Linked DNA regions of Zea mays: region 1 is linked to region 2. Evidence: chromatin contacts called from public Hi-C data. All regions are on one chromosome and are shown on one strand. The core of a region is the stretch at or near the end of the contact, and the rest is flanking DNA. Distances in the headings are between cores, read along the strand shown. Region 1 overlaps LOC100382453. Region 2 holds the start of LOC100217184 (Gamma carbonic anhydrase 1 mitochondrial).

Region 1 (5,265 bases), core at 156-2,655, 870 kb after region 2:
TTTCTGCTGGTGTCAGCTTGATTTGTATTCAAATTCGAACCATCATTTGGGTGGAGTATCTGACAAAAAGTTAACATAGTCTATGTAGCTTTTAAATGTTAAACAAAATACCATGCTTCAACAAATTCTAATTATCTATTGTCAACCGACGTGCAACTATTATTTTATATTCTTTTAGGCAAACTAATATTTAATTCAAGTCAAAACTATCAGGTGTCCATAGTTTGAAATGTCATCGGTCATGACATCAACATGTAGGGCAGGGCAGATACAGCTATTCAACTAAATGTAGGCAGTTCCCAAAGAAATTAGGGTATATGCAATATGAGTGCTTATTTTGACGTGGTAGAGAACATATTTTTATTTGATATACTTCGTTGGACCCTTGGTTACAAACTGAGTTGTTACTATAATTTCTGTGGTGCAAACTGAAGAATACCTGCATTAAGGGGTACCTTGTTTTTATACACAATAGTTAATGCTCTTTCGTCAATTTTAGTCCCTAGAATCAAACATGATATTCTTAAAGATCTGGCATATAAGGGGTGGACCCTCATGCTATACGGAGGTCAGCTTTTGTGACCTTTCTCGGTCAGGGCTCCGATTGAGCTTCTTAATATAATACCCGTGGGGGCGGTCTGTCTGTTAGACTATCTCTAGCAGTTTAACCATCCTATCTCCCATTTCACCTCCTATTTCAAACCCCATTCTATGAACAGTGCATTCTGCAGTGCAAAACAATGTTTTGGATGACTATACGGTACGTGTTACTGGCTGAGTTTTTAAAGAGTAAAGTTTAATACCTAAAGTTTAGAAAGGTGACTAGAGGAACCAAATAGGGCCTAACTGTGCAACTTGATTGTGGTTGTTGAGTCCATCATAGTACAACTCCAGGTATTGCTGGAATAATATCTATAATAAAGACAATGGAGTTGTCTTATCATGTGCATGTTTATTTCTGTCTACCACCACATGAGATGTTTTTATTGCTGGACCCACTTCAGTCCTTGAATATATGTACATCAGTGTTTCCTTTCTTAGATATCGTTGTCTGTTATTTTCCTTACTGTAGTTGATCAGGGCATGGATAGGTGCTGACTGCTGACCAAAAGAACAAGTCGGGATGGAGTAGTAAAATATCTGTTATACAAAAGCAGAGGAGGAAAAGAAAAGATAGGCGTAGGATAAGCTGGCAAGGCACATAGCATTTCCTCGATTTGAGGGGATCAAGATCCATCAATGGACGATCTGAAGATAGGCCTGAAAACTGACGACAACACCTAGTCCTGAATGATAAGACCTGAATTATTGGAGGGGACTTTGCTTGTGCTTTCTCCACATGCATAGATGCATGAATGTATCAGATGCCTGTCCACACCAGTCTTCAAAGTTATGTCACATCACGAATAAAATAGGTAGGGAAAAGCAATCCTGTACCTCCATCAAGTGATACAATAATGTTAGATACCATAACTAGCTTATCCTCTTACACAGTTTACTGTAGAGTGATTTGTGTGCAATGGAAAACATAAGATTAAAATGCCAGGGCAGATGACTAGTACTAGCAGTACACCGTGATGCATGCTTTCTTTTTCTAGGCCAAAGATGTACGTACTTTAAGACTTTATCAAGTCCAGCATTTCAGATTAAAATTTAGCCCCACCTTTTCATTTTTGCATTGTACTTGCTGCATGCTGGGCCCTGAACTTATTTTAGTATTGTTGAGTATAATATGCGATTTATATTATGACTAATAGTTTAATGTTTGTTTCCTGATGGGCTAACAAAGGTTACACTTTAAGAATTGAAGTCAACATGATGACGCTAACATGTAATCAAAAGTAGGTAAAATATATTCACGATTGAGATTTTTTTTGCACGCTCCCCAGAAACTCCTTTTTTTAAGACATCTCTCCTGTAGCTTGTGTTCAAATTAAGACTACACACTTTTTAAAGTAGTACTCTGATTGACCAGAATATGGATTACATCTTCTATTCTTATTTTTTTTGTGGCAAACTAAGCAGTCTAGAACATAACTTCGGCTAAATTATATTGACTATACAGATCATCTATGTGAATTAATTCATTTCTGCTCCTTGATGTTCAAAAGATATTTAAGTATGGTGTCATTACTGGAAATTTTCAAAACTTTCATATTACTGCTTTTCTGGCCCTATGCATACATCTGCAGAATAATGTGGTTGCATATTTGCTTAAGGATGCAGCTCTGAACAGTTATTAGCTCATTATTATTTGTGAAGAGATAGAGTTAAAGCAGAGCCACACAGATATCTTTGTGCATATGATCACTTAAGGTCTGGGAAAATAAGATATATTGACTCAAGAAAACTTCAGTGAAGCAACAAAAAAAAAAAACACCTGAAAACGGCATCGCTGCCAAGAAATGTTACTTGTAACAAGGTTCCATCTACATTTTACACAAAACTTTGGAGCATCTTAGCTCGCTAAGCTAGACATCCCGCCACCAAATCCATCTTGATTGATTGGACCTTTTTCAAGTGATAGATCTGCTTCGTGAATCATGAAACTCGTTAAGCTCTTCCATGATGAGTTGGTGCTGATATTCACACCTGCAGCTTGTTAGTCGAGACCTGAAAATCATCAGCCATGTTATCTATTAGGATAATAACGCTCTGCCAAGTTCCATGATTTGTGTCAAGTTTAGCTCGAGTCAGGTTACACACTGGCACTTGCTGACCGTTTTTATGTTTCAGCCTCATTTCTCCCTATAGTATTAGTCCTGTTGCCACCACCATCCAGAAACTGATTACTGGCGAAGATCTCTTCATCTATTTTTGTAGTATTTGTGGATCTCCGGTATTTGCTTTCTGTTGAGCTTCATTATTCAGACTCTGCTGCTGCTGAGTCGCTACGCCTTGCTGTTGCTCCTGCACCATGTTAGCCATGACGGCTGGGACTTGAGGTGCCAGGTTTGGCCTAACAGGAAGACCCGCCAACGATGGGAATGGCTGTACGCTAGACGCTGAGGGATGGATTGCTTGCCCAGGGAGTCCAAACACTGGCATCGTGTTTGTGCCAGGCATTCCAATTCCAAGACCTTGTGGTGGCGTGCCTGGGATCATCGGACAAGTATAGTGAGCACCAGGGATGGGCTGAAATGGAACTGCCGCTGTGCTGTTCATATCGAGGACACCCATCCCATAACCCAATCCCATGCCGAGATGATGGAAATGAGCAATTGAAGGAATTTGCAGCTGCATGGCTCGCGGCAGCAGCATGGGAGGAATGCACAGTCCACTTCCCATGGCCATCATCTGCGTGTCAGATAGCCACCATCTTGTCAGTGCATTTATGTTTGCATCTATCTGAAAGAACCGTGCTACATTTCCAATTAGGTGGTTTTAGTGTCACCTGAACTTGAAGCTGGAGGGTTTTGAGGTACTCGATCGCTTCATCCAGCATGGAGGCTTTGTCAATCTGCAAGAAAGGTGATGCATCTGTTGCTACCGATTTACCAAATGCCTAGGGATTCAAAAGTGTCGGATAAGTAAGGGGTTGTTTGGTTACTTTAGTACAGGGACTAAAGTTTAGTTAGGAGACTAAATTTTTAGTCTCTACACTGTTTAGTTTTAGTAACTAAAAGTATTTAAAACAACACTGTTTAGTTTTAGTAACTAAAAGTATTTAAAACAGATTAAATGAATCATAAGAGAACCAAAATACCTCGTAGCATTCGCCCGTCGTTAGTGCAACTGAAATAAAGGAAGGGCAAAAGGTAGAATTTATATGGTTTAGTTTTTTTAGTCACCTCTTAAGAGACTAGAACAATTTAGTCTCTGTTTAAGTCCTACCATTTGGTAATTTATGGACTAAATGTGACTAAAATAGAGGGACTAATCAGATCAAACGGGGCCTAATTAAAAGATGGTAGAAATGGATCGTCGTACCTTGTTGCAGTTGGGGATGAGCTCTTGCAGGGCGCGCATTTTCTCATTGATCCTGTCCCTTCTCCTCTGCAGGTACAGTCCGATCAGTTCAATGGTAGCTCGAGCTTCAGAGTCAGGAATGAGCCTGTACAGAGACCGATTGCATGCTTACCCTTTCGGACAAATTGTGCACCTCCGCGGTGCGGCTGCGCTTCGTACCTCTGCCGCCTGATCCTCGCATCCCACCGGACTCATCATCAAGATCCTGAACAAAACCATTTTTTACGAATTGTTAGCAGTAAGTACAAGGTGTGCGTAGCCACATACCACCGACTCCCTATCTCAGATCCTCTGCTTACATCGTCTTGACTTGCAGAACATTCGGCCTGACTCTTCCTCTTTTGTTCGCGCCAGGACTCGCCATTGCCGGAGCAGAGCGATGGAGTAGCGACTGCAACCTCACAAGCCTTTTTGGTCTCCATTTTCCCCTGGGGAGTCATGTTGTTGCCAGGTCTTCCCAGAGGCATATCCTGGTGCAGGTTACCAGCCGCCAGCGCTGGTGCGCATGAAAACCGCACCTCCTTGGATTGTGACCACGCCGTCCTCTGGTCCGTGAACACAGGGGCGATTCTTGGCCCACTAGCCGACTGTAGAACCGTCGACTCCACGCGGGTGCTCGTGGTGACATTGGACACCTTGTCAGTGCCTGTCTGCGGTGGCGGTGGCCTCTGTAGGCTTGCCCGGACCAAGGCTGCAGGCCTAGAGAAGAGGGAGAAGTTCATCAATCCCTCTCCACCGCTCTCCGGCCGAGGTTTCCTGGTGGCCGCGAACTCAGATTGTGGCTCGGGCCTGCTGCCTGGACCTGGTACTGGTATGCGCGGGGCTTCCTTCGAGGGTTCTGGTCCTCTGCTGGTGGTGGCAACCGGGGTGCTTCTGTTGTGCTGGACCGGTGGTGGCAGAGGGCTGAGGTTCGTCTCTGCCGCCGCCGCTGCTAACGCCGCTGCATGGAGCTCCGAGAAGAAATCTGGGCTGTAGCCCTCCGCGAGGGCAGGTGCGGGTGCGGCGCTGTCTTCCTCGACGATGGGGCAGTGGATCCAGGGCACGGTGTCGTCAAGGTCACCGTTGCCACGGGCGGCGTCTAGGCCGGACGAGAAGTCGGCGAAGAGGCCTCCCGTCTTGAACAGCGAGACCGGGTCGGTAGTACCCGGCTGGTTTTCTTGAGCTCTACTGCTGCTGGCCGCGCCGCAGGTGAAGGGCGGGAAGGCGGCCTGGGGATGCTGCTTCCTCCTCCCGTGCACCACCGCCTGGCCGTTCTCCCATAGCAGCTCGACGAAGTCGTTGCTGTCGGACCTGCAC
Region 2 (5,502 bases), core at 2,277-4,776:
ACCAAAGTTCCTCTCCTATGTGATAATGAGAGTGCAATCCACATGGCAGATAATCCCGTTGAGCACAGCCGCACTAAATACATAGCCATTCGGTATCACTTTTTGAGGGATCACCAACAACGGGCGGATATCAAGATTGCTTATATTAACACCAAAGAACAATTAGCCGATATCTTTACCAAGCCACTAGATGAGAAAACATTTACCAAACTTAGACATGAGCTAAACATTCTTGATTCTAGGAATTTTGATTGATATTTTGCACACATAGCTCATTTATATACCTTTGATCATATCTCTTTCATGTGCTATGACTAATGTGTTTTCAAGTGCATATTATGCTAAGTCATAGATTGAAAGGGAAATGGAGTCCTCGACAAAGACAAAAGGCTTCCACTCCACTCCATCGAATTATTCATCCTTCGTCGTCGCTCCACAACGCTCTCCAATTTGGTATAATCTTCACTCCTATATTATTTACCAAAGGGGGAGAAAGTTTGAAAGGGCTTATATTTCACTCACAAGTATCCGTTTTTGGCGATTCATGCCAAAGGGGGAGAAAGTATTAGCCCAAAGCAAAAGGACTGCACCACCACCAATTTCAAAAATGTTGTCTTTCAAATTTGTGCTAAGAAAAGATTTTTCAATTGGTATCTTATTTTTGATATAATTTTAATTGGTATACCCTCTTCAAAATTAATATCTAAAACCATCTTGAACACTAAGAGGAGGATTTCATTAAGGGGGAGTTTTGTTTAGTCAAAGGAAAAGCATTTGAAACCGGGAGAGAAAATTTCATATCTTGAAAATTTTTCTCAAAATCTTATTCATATACCTTTGACTATTTGCAAAAAACTTTGAAAAGAATTTCCAAAACATTTGCAAAACAAAACAAGTGGTGCAAGCGTGGTCCAAAATTTTAATAAGAAGAAAGCTATCCATGCATATCTAGTAGAATTAATTATTGGTTTCATTCCAAGCAACCTTTGTACTTACCTTATGCAAACTAGTTCAATTCTGCACTTTTATATTTGCTTTGGTTTGTGTTGGCATCAATCACCAAAAAGGGGGAGATTGAAAGGGAAATAGGCTTACACCTTTTCCTATATGAATTTTGGTGGTTGAATTGCCCAACACAAAAAAATTGGACTAACTAGTTTGCTCTAGATTATAAGTTTTATAGGTGCCAAAGGTTCACAACAAACCAATAAAAAGACCAAGAAAGGGTTCAAATAAAAAGAGCAAAAGACAACCCAAAGGCAGCCGTGGTCTGGCGCACCGGACTGTCCGGTGCACCACCGAACAGTGTCCGGTGCACCAGGGAATTCCAGTCTGAACTTGTCACCTTCGGGAATTCTAGGAGTCGCTCCGCTATAATTCACCGGACTGTCCGGTGTAGCACCGGACTGTCCGGTGTGCCAGCGGAGTAACGGCTACACAGCGCCAACGGTCGTCTGCAACGGTACAGTAAAAGTGAACAGTACGTGCCTGCGCGCGCAGAAGTCAGAGCAGCGCCAGAAGGCGCACCGGACAGTGAATAGTGCCTGTCCGGTGGCCAAGAAGTCAGAAGCTCCAACGGTCGAACCCTAACGGTCGGGTGACGTGGCTGGCATACCAGACAGTGTCCGATGGCGCACCGGACTGTCCGGTGCACCATACGACAGCAGCCTCCACCAATAGTCAACTTGGTGGTTGGGGCTATAAATACCCCCAACCACCACACTTCAATGCATCCAAGTTTTCAACCATCAAACCTCATACAAGAGCTCTAGACTTCATTCCAAGACACAAACAAAGAGATCAAATCCTCTCCCAAGTCCAAAGATCATTCCAATTAAATAGTGACTAGCGAGAGAGACAATTGTGTTCATTTGAGTTCTTGCGCTTGGATTGCTTTTCTTCTTCCTTCTTTCTTGTGTTCAACTCACTTGTAATCAAAACAAGAGACACCAAGTTGTGGTGGTCCTTGTAGTGGACTTAGTGTCCCATTTGATTGAAGAGAAAGGCTCACTCGGTCTAGGTGACCGTTTGAGAGAGGGAAAGGGTTGAAAGAGACTCGGTCTTTGTGACCACCTCAACGGAGAGTAGGTTTGCAAGAACCGAACCTCGGTAAAACAAATCATCGTGTCATCCGCTTTCATTTGCTTGTGATTTGTTTTCACCCTCTCCTTTGGACTCGTTTATATTTCTAACGCTAACCCCGGCTTGTAGTGTGTGTTTAAGTTTATAAAATTCAGATTTGCCTATTCACCCCCCCTCTAAGCGACTTTCACAGGGGTTGGACGAGATGGAACCGTGAGACGGAGGCGCTCGTCTCCTAGACCCACGTGGGGTCGGGAGTTGGGTGGACGAAGGAACATTTGTTGTTGGTGCCTGAGGCTAGGTTCAGACGAGGCATGGTCGGCCTTGTGGAGTATATACAATATTCAATCGTTTGAACACTCGTCGCCTCTCGTTGATTCCGTGCCACGTCATACCTGTGGTATTCGCCCTCAACAATAAGTCATGACTAATTTGCGAAACAAATATATTGAGTTTAACTAATCCATGATTTGACCATATTTTGCTACGGTAAAATGCACTAATCATAGATTAATTAGACTCAATAGATTTGTCTCGCGAATTAGCCATGACTTATACAATTAGTTCTATAATGTAGTGCATGTTTATCCTTCCTAATGGCATCAAAAACCTGTACTAAACTTTAGGCTCTGTTCTAAACCTCTAGAGCTAATTGTTAGTCAACTAATAAGTTGTTAGCCGGGTTTGAACAATTAACAACTAATAACTATTCGATAGGTATAGACAAGCTAGTTTATTTGTTGTACCGTTCTAAATCTTTTAGCTAATTTTAGCTGCTAACTCTTAGTTTTAGAGATTTAGAACCCTTAATCTAGAGGATCTAAACATCTCCTTGTTTAGTTACAAGTGGATTGAAGCGAAAGGACCTCTAGCGTAATGGTTAAAACTTCCGAGTAGCACCTCCAGGTCTCGATTTCGATCACCCTCGGGGACGATTTTTTGACTTGGTTTAAAAATCTCCTCATTGTGCATCACTCGCTTTCGGTTTACGTCTCTGCGCGCCACCTTTCGGCTGGGCCGTTGTAGAGTGGGCGGTGACAACCCGCTAGCGATGGGGATCAGGGTTCAGGGATTTTCTCGGTCCGGATCATGTTCCGGTCTTTCTTAATAATCGGGATGACGGTCTTTCCCTCCCTTGTCTAACAAAATGACTGGTCAAAATGAATAGAAAGAGATTAGTATATAAATAATATAATCTATAGTACAAATTTTCTATTTTAAACTTTATTATATAAATAATGTAATCCATAGTATGATTTTTTTATTTTACATCCCATGCTACCGAACAAGGTTTTTTTTTAAGTTTTGATATTTCGGGGAAAACAAAAAAACCTAATGTAGGGGGTTCGTGGTTTTTTTTCAACGTCACACATTTCTGAATTCACTTTCTGCAGAGGGGGCAAAAGGGTAAAGTTCTTCTACCACCGAGCGAACCCCAGCACACCAGGTCCAGTGCCCAGCCTCCGTCCCTCTCCTTCCCTTACCTCGCCTCGTCTCCTCTCCTTGAGATCTCCAGGGTACGAGCGCATTCGCGATTTTGGCCGCCTCCGCCGCCGTCCGGGGAGATGGCGGGTCTGGGAAAGGCGATGTACGCGGTGGGGTTCTGGATCCGGGAGACTGGCCAGGCCCTCGACCGCCTGGGCTGCCGCCTGCAGGGCAAGTACTTCTTCCACGAGCAGAGTAAGTAACGCCGCGCTCCGGCACACCCTGTCCTCCTCTAAAATCACCCTCCCGTGTCCATCGATTAGCGGAGCACTGCGGGCGTAGAGGGGATTCGAGCGGCCGAAAGGATTGAGCGAATGGGGATTGCTGGGTAGGGTTAGTAGCGGTTAGGGAAATGTTATGTTTATGCGTCCGGCCCGTAAGTCCCCTATTCAAGAAGGGTAGCCTGGTTCACTCGAGTATTGTCTACAGTTTTGTGTTGTTAGCTTATTGCGCACTGATTTGAGCTGAAATGGACCTGCTCTTTTGTTCATTTTTTCACTGGTGTTGCACTGAGGCTGATGGTATTAAGTGTAAAAGAATTGATAAGATTGATGATTGAGTATGCCAACGATACCTTTACGAATTGTGGATCATTCTTTGGTAGCATTGGGTTTTGTAAGGTGGTGTGAAATTTGTAGGCCTAGAAGTACGCAGGATGTCAAATTGCTTTGTTGATCATTTCAGTGATGATATTAAGTTGAGTATCTATAGTACTATCCCTTGTTTGTGTATACCAGACAAGTTTGAAACTGGACAGAAAGTCTCTCTCCAAAATGTGAATATAGTACTATTACTCCCTCTATGGACTATGGGGTTTTATCAGGTCTTGTCAAAGTCTTTCTGTGTCAGAGAATGCGAATTGACCTGATTGTCTCCATTTAGACCTGTTTCTACGTAAGTAGATGTAGATCTGGTTCAGTGGCAGCATGGGAATGTTTATTTCATGAGTTGCTGGGACTTCAATAATAGATTTTCAAGAATACTCATCTCAAACTTATTCTTTTGGGAATCATTCAAGTGGAATTAAACCTTTTTAGGTTCTGTTAGTTTTCTGTTTTCTTCTTATTTTTCTACCTAATCTTGTATGTGCATGTTAGCTTCTTTGCACAGGAAAATACATTGTTAAACCAGATGATTTTGAGCAGTCTGCCATCTAGCTGGACCCTTGGAACCTCTCTTCAGCTATAACTCTTGTTGTAGAACCTATGATTTGAATCTAGGATGTTAGGGGCAGAACGATGCACATTCTCACCCCAGTAACCATGGAGCATGGTTGTCTTATTTCCTTCGTAGGAAATTCATCCACAAAAAATTTAAAGTCATACATTTTACCCCCTTTTTCTAAATGTCATTTTTGTATGAAGATGGTCCAACCGGTGTACCAATGAGCTAGGAGACTAGGACAGTTACCCGTTCATGGACAATTCTGGCTCTAATATAATAAGTAATAACTACCATTTTGGGGGGGGGGGGGGCTTATTGAGGAAACTGAAAGTACAAGAACTGTTTCCCATGGCATAATTTTGTCCTCTACTTATCTTGGAACTAGCTACTCTCACAGGGTGCTTCATGCTGCAAATATGTGGTGCATTGGGCTGGGCGGCTGGCTAAGAATCATATATGCTAAAAAATATTGCAAGTATGCCTAACTATGTATTGCAATATATAGTTTTAATGTATATTGAATGTTGATAACATGGTTATGCTACCTATAATGAAAGCATGCAGCAAGAACTCTGTGGAAAGAGGAATCCCATGATTTAATGGGTTTGCAATTGATATATCTGCCTTTAACTATTCTATCACGTGTCTTACTGTCACAATCCTGCCCGTGAGGGCGGGCTGTAAAGGATGCTGCTGACGTGGTGGAGGCCGATGGCTAGGGCTAGAGCGGCGGCGTGGTAGGCTTAGCGACGGTGACTAGGGCGTTGGTGC

What was found. A called contact is a pair of places that touch in the nucleus more often than the background predicts.
Region 1: a contact with region 2 is called in a Hi-C map of tassel, with 4 times the contacts expected there. The contact joins the enhancer-like site here to the promoter of LOC100217184 in region 2. A contact is called at or near these places in 2 of 25 Hi-C or Micro-C datasets (ear and tassel).

The regions. Positions count from the first base shown.
Region 1 is chr3:49,233,261-49,238,525 of Zm-B73-REFERENCE-NAM-5.0, forward strand. It overlaps LOC100382453, which reads right to left. Exons shown (of 3, transcript NM_001175194.1): 1 at 4,269-5,265; 2 at 4,082-4,174; 3 at 2,314-3,996. The coding sequence ends at 3,901. Among protein-coding and RNA genes, the nearest start is that of LOC100382453, 2.7 kb to the right of the region's middle. Within about 2 kb of position 1,406, at least 10 of the 20 cell types and tissues checked have an H3K27ac peak or open chromatin away from gene starts, as enhancers often do. A contact at or near this core is called in ear and tassel, where this site is marked.
Region 2 is chr3:48,364,436-48,369,937 of Zm-B73-REFERENCE-NAM-5.0, forward strand. It overlaps LOC100217184 (Gamma carbonic anhydrase 1 mitochondrial), which reads left to right and starts at 3,527. Exons shown (of 4, transcript NM_001143544.1): 1 at 3,527-3,762. The coding sequence starts at 3,648.